Linked DNA regions of Mus musculus: region 2 is linked to region 1. A link is a contact called in public promoter capture Hi-C data. All regions are on one chromosome and are shown on one strand. Each heading gives the region's core, a stretch centred on a gene start, on an enhancer-like site or on the middle of the called end of the contact. The rest is flanking DNA. Distances are from core to core; before and after follow the strand shown.

Evidence for each region. Promoter capture Hi-C pulls out the DNA fragments that hold promoters and counts their contacts.
Region 2: a promoter capture Hi-C map of liver shows a contact between it and region 1, with 3 times the contacts expected there. The contact joins the promoter of Gpr173 here to the promoter of Maged2 in region 1. A contact is called at or near these places in 2 of 39 promoter capture datasets (cranial neural crest and liver) and 1 of 115 datasets of contacts at active chromatin or transcription factors (astrocytes).

The regions. Positions count from the first base shown.
Region 1 is chrX:150,812,593-150,816,725 of GRCm38.p6, reverse strand. Maged2 (melanoma antigen, family D, 2) reads left to right here and starts at 2,381. Exons shown (of 13, transcript NM_030700.3): 1 at 2,381-2,497; 2 at 3,989-4,055. The coding sequence starts at 4,011.
Region 2 is chrX:152,366,594-152,370,244 of GRCm38.p6, reverse strand. It overlaps Gpr173 (G-protein coupled receptor 173), which reads left to right and starts at 1,527. Exons shown (of 4, transcript NM_001359449.1): 1 at 1,527-2,194; 2 at 2,735-2,824; 3 at 2,976-3,124. It overlaps 3010001F23Rik (RIKEN cDNA 3010001F23 gene), which reads right to left and starts at 1,673. Exons shown (of 4, transcript NR_045451.1): 1 at 1,551-1,673; 2 at 223-403.

The DNA of each region.
Region 1 (4,133 bases), core at 1,132-3,631:
GATCAAAAGATTCTACAGTTCATAAGAAGAAAATGAAAGAAATTTTCCTTAGTCAAACAGTAAAGATTTTTTTAACTAATTGGTTTTTCTCTTCAGATAAGGTTGCCTCTCAAGGTCCTAAGATAAGGATATTTATGCCATTGTGTTAGGAAGGAAGTAAAAGAGAGGAAGGGCATTGCCCGGCTGATGAACATGAATTGAGCTTACTTCATTAAATTCAATAGTATGCAAGGTTCTAATTCTGTTCCTCCAGAGACCACAAGTGAATCAACATGGAGTTCTAAATGTTAGAAATTGTTAACAGAGCACACAGAAAGCAGTTTCATGGGAAGAAGTTCCTAGGTGAGAGAACACATCTTCTGATAGTAAAGTGTGTTGTTTAACTGGTATATGGGCAACTAGATATAATTTTCAGAAGAAAAAGGTTGGCAAATAGAGATAGGTGTTTCTTGAAAATCCACTCACTGTCATGAATACCAATATGACACTGAGAACCACCAGGAAACTGGGGCACAGTGTAGACTCGAAAATACAATGGCTGAATGAGGCATACATGTTTCTCATTAAAGGAAATTCAGCAAAGTTGTCAGGAATTAAGTTCTTGTTATTTACTGCACTACTACCCTAAAGTATACAAGTGCCAATTTCTAGATTGATACCCTCTACTCGGACCTTTTTCTTGATTCTCAGACAGGCTTATCCAACTGCCAATTTGACATTTCTACCTGGATGTACCACCAGTGCCATAAAATCAATGTTCTTTTCCTTTTTAACTCCATTATTCCATGACTCACTGAAAGGGTCACTATCTGCACTATCTGTTAAAGAAAGATGCCAATATTTGACTATGTTCCTCCTTCCAATCCACCCCTCCACAATCCAATTACTCATCAAGTCCTAGCAGTCCACCCCGCCCCCACCAATCTCCTCACTATCTCCCCTGCTAACACTCTAGGCCAAACCACAAGCACTGCTTGTTTGGATGACTACCAAGGTCATAGCTATGCTCTCTAGTTCCAAGAAGACACTTAATCCCCATACAACACCTAAGATCTTCTAAAACACACACCTACAACATCTATGTGGTGACCAGCTGTAGGGTGCTTTCATAGACCCTCAGGACCCTCAGGTTTGAGAACTTTATTTTCTTGGTATTGGAAGTTTTCCATAAGTTGGATAGGATAGGAATTTGGGGCACCAGAATTGGAAGAAAATGAGAGACTATTCATTTGTGCTCAGCAGAGAGAGCCTAGGAGATAAGAAAGTAGAAGGGTGACATTACAAACTTGGGGGAAGTAACAGTTTATAGGAAATGAAACGAATATATAAACCCGCCTTGATGATGTGTGAAAATGTATGTGAATCAAATTGTCCATAAAGCCATAAGGATTGGCTATCTTTCATTTGTCCAGTATGGGCAAAGGTGACCTCAAGAAGCAGACTTCTGACTATTTGTGTATAAGAAAGATCTTGAATTTTATTTCTATAACTACCGTGAATTATAGTTTATAATAAGCTTTTTCTGGGTCTGCATTCACCTGCTCTATTGCTAATGATATTTTGTCTACTTCTCTTTGTCTTTACATTTTATCTTGTTCTCATGAAGACACCCAGTTGTTTATGTGAATTTATCAGGCAACAGAAGTGCCATTTCAAACTAGTGAAAAACGTTATTGAGGGTGAATCTGTCAATGCCATAATAAAAGTCATTACTTTGTACAGTTAACTTACGCTGAAAATGGTAGTTTTTTCAAATGAATTGAATCAGCAAAACATAATAAAACAACAAAACAGTCCAATATAGACACCAGGATGGTCCTTGTAGCATTGTTTGTAATAGTTCGAAAAGGGGGAAACAACCCAGAAAGTACACGAAGCTGAACTAAGTAAATAAATTATAGGACAGTTATACAAGAAAACATTATACATTTCTAAAAAAACATATGCTAAGGGAAAGAGGTTTGAATATATAACTTGAAAAAAAGCAGTTACAGAACAGTAGGTAACTAGTATAGCCGGTGTAGGGAGAAAGTGCACATAATCAGACTACAAATTAAAAAATTAATGGAGGAATGTCTATCAAAGTACTCAATGTCATGAGTATTTCTGAGGAAGGAGATTAAAGATAGCTTTTAATTTTCTGTTACATATTTCTGCATTTCTCTGGTTTTCACATGACAACACACTACTTTTGTAGTAAGAAAAATAACGATATAAAATAAATAATTTCAATGAATGAATCGTTTTCGTGGGGGCAGTTTGGGTTGGAAGGGCTTCAGACCGAACCTGGTACAGAGGCATAAACATGGGCTTTGGCGTCAGACAGCATTGAGCAGGGCCCCATTGCCCCACCCCCGAGGAAGGGGGCGGGGGGTAGGGGGCTGCGGAAAGGGGCTGGGCTGGGCTGGGCTGTCTGCAGCTCTAGTCCAGGAGGCTGAGACTTCGAGAGGGACTGAGAGGAGCAGGCACACGCATCCCAGACTCACTGGAGGACAAGGTGAGGGAACAACATTGGGCTTTCCTGGTGAGCAGACAGTGGTTCTAACTACCTGAAACCTATAGCTGGGCAGGTGGGCAATTCTTATTTGACCACTATAGCTGGAGCAGAAGTGCTGCATTTGATGCGGTGTGAGAATGAGAACGACCAAGAAAGTAGTAAGCTGTATATGAACTGGACAGCAGAGACTGGCAGAGGTGGAGGGGAGAAAAAGGGGAACTGTGCATGCTTGGAGGAGAAGGAAGAATATGGGGAAATAAGAAGGGGAAGGCGAGATCCAGGGACAAGAATAGGGGATGCAGAGAAGGGTTAAGGGACACTGGGGAGGGGGGTTGCATAGGTAACACAGAGAAGGATGTAAGGAATGGGAAGAGATTTCTGTAGAGTAAATAGGAAATGCGATGGGAAATAGGGAGTCCGGAGTTAGGCAAGGGAATAGGGAGGGGGGGAATAAGGAGTGTTGAGGGGGGAGGGGCAGACGGGCTGGGACGGAGGCCCCCTAGGGAGGCGGAAAGGGGCGGGACCACTTCCGGCCTTTAGTGGGGAGGGCAGTATCTGAGTTTCGGAGGGGCTTGGAGAGAGTGGACACACTCGGGAATTGTAGGAGGACGAGGTAAGTCATGGGCCCCAGCTTTGGATGAGAGCCTGCTAGGGGTCGGCCCCACCCTCTGGGATCTGGAGAAAACCTGCCTTAAGAGCCAAATCTTACCGAATCCATCCAGCTAGGAAGGGAGGGGACTGGACCCCGTTTGGCTGGGCCTAAGATGGAATCACTAGTTCAATCCTGAGTTGAGGAGGGGGTGTTACAGGGAAGGAGCCAAACCAATTTGGGTTTTACCGTTTGGAGGGGGGCGTGTTAGGATAAAGGGCGGGACCTGGAGGCTCTGTGAAATTGATAGGGTGGTTGTGAGTAGGGGAGGGGCTAGGACCACCAGACACTGCGACAATTTGGATGGAAGGTTTGTTGGGGAGGGGGCGGGGCTGAACAGCATTGCGGACCTGGAGAGGGGCGTGTATAGGAGTTGGGTGCTGGACTGAGACCGTGGACATTGCGCATGCGCTTTATGTATAGCTAGAAAGGGGCGTGTTGAGAAGGGCTCGCAGAGACTGGGCCAGCTGCTGAATGCGCATGTGCACGGTGGACTTCAAAGAACGGGTTTGTACTGGGAAAGCAGGCGGGGTTGAAAGGGCGCTGCAGAAGACGCGCATGCGCACTCTAAGCCTGCGGCTGGGGGGGGGTGCGCTGGGAAAAGGGGGCGGGGTCCTCAGAGCTGCCGCGCTGGCACATCTTCCTGGAGGAGGGGAGGGTGCGGCTGCAGAGAACTGAGACCTAGAGACAGAATTTCTGTATCTGAGCACCTACTGGTTGGGGCTCCGGGAGGGGCTGGGCTTTGGGGCCCTAAAGAAGGTGAGGATCAGCTTCTAGGCAGAACAAGGGATACGACGTTCAGCGGGCTCTCCACTTGACCCAGGCCTTCTCTTTGAACTCAGCTTTGCTAGGTGAACTTGAGACATGTCTGACACAAGCGAGAGTGGTGCAGATCCAGCTCGCTCTCAGGTAAGACCGATACCCCCCCCCCCCCTTTCTTGCTGCTTGCCTTTCAAGCCCCTTTTGCTGCCCTAAATCCTTGGAGCT
Region 2 (3,651 bases), core at 278-2,777, 1.6 Mb before region 1:
GCTACAAAATTGTCCTGCCACATAGCCTTAGACACATTTCACAAGATTTCAGGTAAAGATTTCCATTCTAGATCAACCCAAAGTCCTTTCTAATTTCCACTTCGAATTTATGTTCAGTCCATAGGGTTTTATCCCTTTCCAAAGCATCGTGCCCAAATTTAGAGATTATAAAAATAACCATCTAAAGATTTTCTAAAAATGTTTCACACCTCTCCCACCTACCAGATTTATATTTCCAGAGAGCAGGCCTGGGGATCTAGATTTCACAGGTACCAGAGGGATCCAGAGGCAGGTGCATGACTTCCTGGCCCACAGGTTGGTAGCAGATCATGGTTTTCATAAGGGCAGGCAGCAAGTCTGATTTACCCAACTCAGCTGAGTCCAGCACTGGACCTACATAAAGCTAGTTAATGAATGAACCAACAAGTGGGGTAAGAAAACAAATAAAATACAAGTTTTATATCAAGAGAACTGGAATTGTTGACTGCTACAAATTAGAGGAACCACCACAGCATCATTTGGTCCCTATTTAAACCAATTCAAAACAGAACTGTATTCCCTGGTCTTCCCATGTCTGTTTCCCAGGCATTCTTCTCATCTTTTGCTTCATGCTGTCCTGGAACACAGCCTTAAGTATGTGTTCATGCTTGCCTCCTGGCCCAGAGAAAGTAGATTTATCATTGTGGGTATCCTCACAGGGGCTCCGAGTTGGGTGTCTGACTCCTCCTCCACCTCTCTCCAAGCCAACTTCCAGAGCCTACCCATAAAACCCCATCCTAAATAAGGCTATCTACCTTATCTTCCAAACCTTCCATACCAAACCTAAGAAATTTCCCCTGAATCTTTGTCCAAAACCGGACCCCAGACCTTTACAAGCTCTGCCCTCATTGCACGAGTATCCTAAGCAAGTTGCTATCTCAGCAACCTCTTGGCTACTTCCCCTCACCTCCACACAGGCCTCTCTCAAGTCAGAAAGGCCTGAGCCTGATTTTGTCAGTCAGCTATTGTCCTGGCAAGAACAACCACCACACCACACCAAGCATCCCCATTCAGTAAGCCAGGCAGCCAAGTTCTCCCGGTCTCGCCAGCCCCCTCCCCCAACCCCAGCCGCCCCGCCCCAGGGAGGACCTTGCTGGTGGCTGGGAGTCTCCCGGCTGCTCAGCCTCCCTTCTTCCCTCCCTTGCTCTCCCTCCTTCCCTCCCTCCTCCACCCGCCCCTCGGGCAGGGACTGTGCAAATCGAGGAGAGGGGAGGACCAACAGGCTACACAGGGTCTAGCTAAGGGGCCAGGACTCCTCACTGAGACCCTATCCAAGCTAGGTGTTTCCCGCATCACGGAATCTGGATTTGTGTGAAGCGGGGTGATTCCCGGGCCAGGAATTCCTTCCAGCAGGTCCACTGTACCTTCGTCTCGCTTCAGGACCCCCCTTGGATGCTCTGAGCCACCCTTCTCAACCCGGATCTAAAACCTGGGACACGGCTATCAGGCCAGCCTCTCTCTCCCTCCACCCCTCCCCCTCTTTCTGGCGTCCATCCCCTCCCCAACACCACCTCTGCTACTGCCTCTGGCTGTGGACCTGCACCTCTTCTCCATCCTCGCCAGGCCCGGAGAGTGGGGTTAGCCTGGATGAGAGTGTGCCCCTAACCTGGGGCCCTCCCAAGCCATGGCTCCTGTGTTCCCAGGGAGGAGTCCAGGACCCTGAGCATCTGCTAGAAGCTTGGCAGAGGCCCCGCTGGGACCGTGTCTTCTGAGGACAAAAGGCTGCGGCCAGCAGGCAGACTGGGTGGGGGGTGGGGGGGAACCGGTAGCTAGGCAGGCAGAACAGTAGCGGAGCCAACACTGGCCCCCTCCCAGACCGGCGGTGGCATGAAGATGGGGGTGGGAGTGTGTAGTGGGAGAAGCACCTACCAGGACCCCCATCTGCCCGCTACTTGGGCACCCCAAAGCTGTGTGCTGCCCACCTGGTGTTCCCCAACATCTCCAGCTCTACCAAGTGCACCCCTCTGGCACCTGCTTCCCTTGCTGCCAGTGATTTAGATCAACCAGGCTGTATCCACGGCAACAGAAGCAGGAGTGTCACTGGCTGCCAGATCAGTGAGGGTCCCACAATGTGGCCTGGGCTGTGGTTTATCCTGGATGAGACAGAGTGAGTCTCCTTCCTGAATTCCAAGACAGTCCTGCTAAGAGAACCCAGGTAAGTAGTCAGCATTCTTCCATAAAGGAGCTAGGGGAGGAGGGGGGCTGGGACTTCTCTGTCTCTCCATATATTTCAGTCTCTATCACTGTCATGCTTCCTGTCTCTCTGTTAGTCTCTCTGCTTCATCACTGAGTATGACAACACTCAAACCCCAAGACTGCTTATCTTTCCCCATCTTCTTTAATCCTGAATGTCCCATAAGAAAGGGAACCACCACCTGTTTCTCCACCCCCAACCCCTTACAGGGTCTGCTTCTATCATTATAGTCACGTTTAGACACAAGACCATTCCTTGTGTGCTAGCTGTGGAAGGGGTACCTGGGAGCTCATTGAGCCTTGTTCTCACAATGCCTGCAGCTTCCTTTTCTCCTTCTCCAGGTTCCTTAGGTTGTTTGCAGAATTGTGATCTGTATGTGTGTGTGTCTGTGTGTCTGTAAGAGAGACAGAGAACCTGGGCACCAAGCAGGTGGGTAGATATGACAAGGAGGCTGCTCCTAGTGCAGACCACCCCTCATTCCTTCCTTTATTCTTTTCCCAGTCTCTACCTACAGGTAACATACCTTTGCTCACTCACCCTGGAAGATGTGTCCCAGCTAGTGGGAGGAAGCTGCTATAGGAATAGAGGAAGGTAAGGTGGGGGTAGGGAGCACATTCAGGTCCTGGGCTCTGAGAGCGCTTGAACCAATCCCCATGACAATATACAGGGGACAGGAATAACGTAGTGGTCCCCACACTGTGGGCCCTGGCTTCTATCACATGGCTCTCTGTTTCTGTTTCAGATACCCATATTGTGTTTGGGACCTCCAGATCTATGACACAGTAAGCCAGAGGTCCCTGTATCTGGAGGTGCAGGAAAACCTGGTATATGGAGAACATGGATTCTACTAGGGACACGGCTCCTAACTACTAGTTCGCAACTTTAGTGGAGGCATGTCACTTGTTGAACCTTGATTTTCCCCATTTGTCAAAGAGACTGGTAACCCTTTCTTCATGGATGTGTGCAGGGATTAAATAAATTGGTGCATGCAAACAATTATCTGTGTTTATAGGATGGTGCTGAGCAGTGTCAGGGTCAATATTATTGCTGATTGTTCATGATTAGTATTGCTACAGATCAGGAAAAGGATTAGTGCCTTTTCTTTAGGGTCTTAGCAGAGATCTAGGGAAGCCAGCAGATGGGAAGGTGGAAGGTGGCAAGTAGAGGGAAGCAGAACAGCTTTGTGCTATTACTTCTAATTTGTAAAGAGTGATAGATAGTCGGGGGCAGTCATCCCTACCCTACTCGGGGTTCTTTCCATGCACTTACCCTTATTTGTGTACACACACACACACACACACACACACACACACACACACACACACACACCAGACTGAGAACCAGCAGAAGCCTGGCTTGCAGCCTGCAGAATTCCTGGCCCTGGTATGTGTCCCTCTGTTGAGGGGAAATTAGCAAGA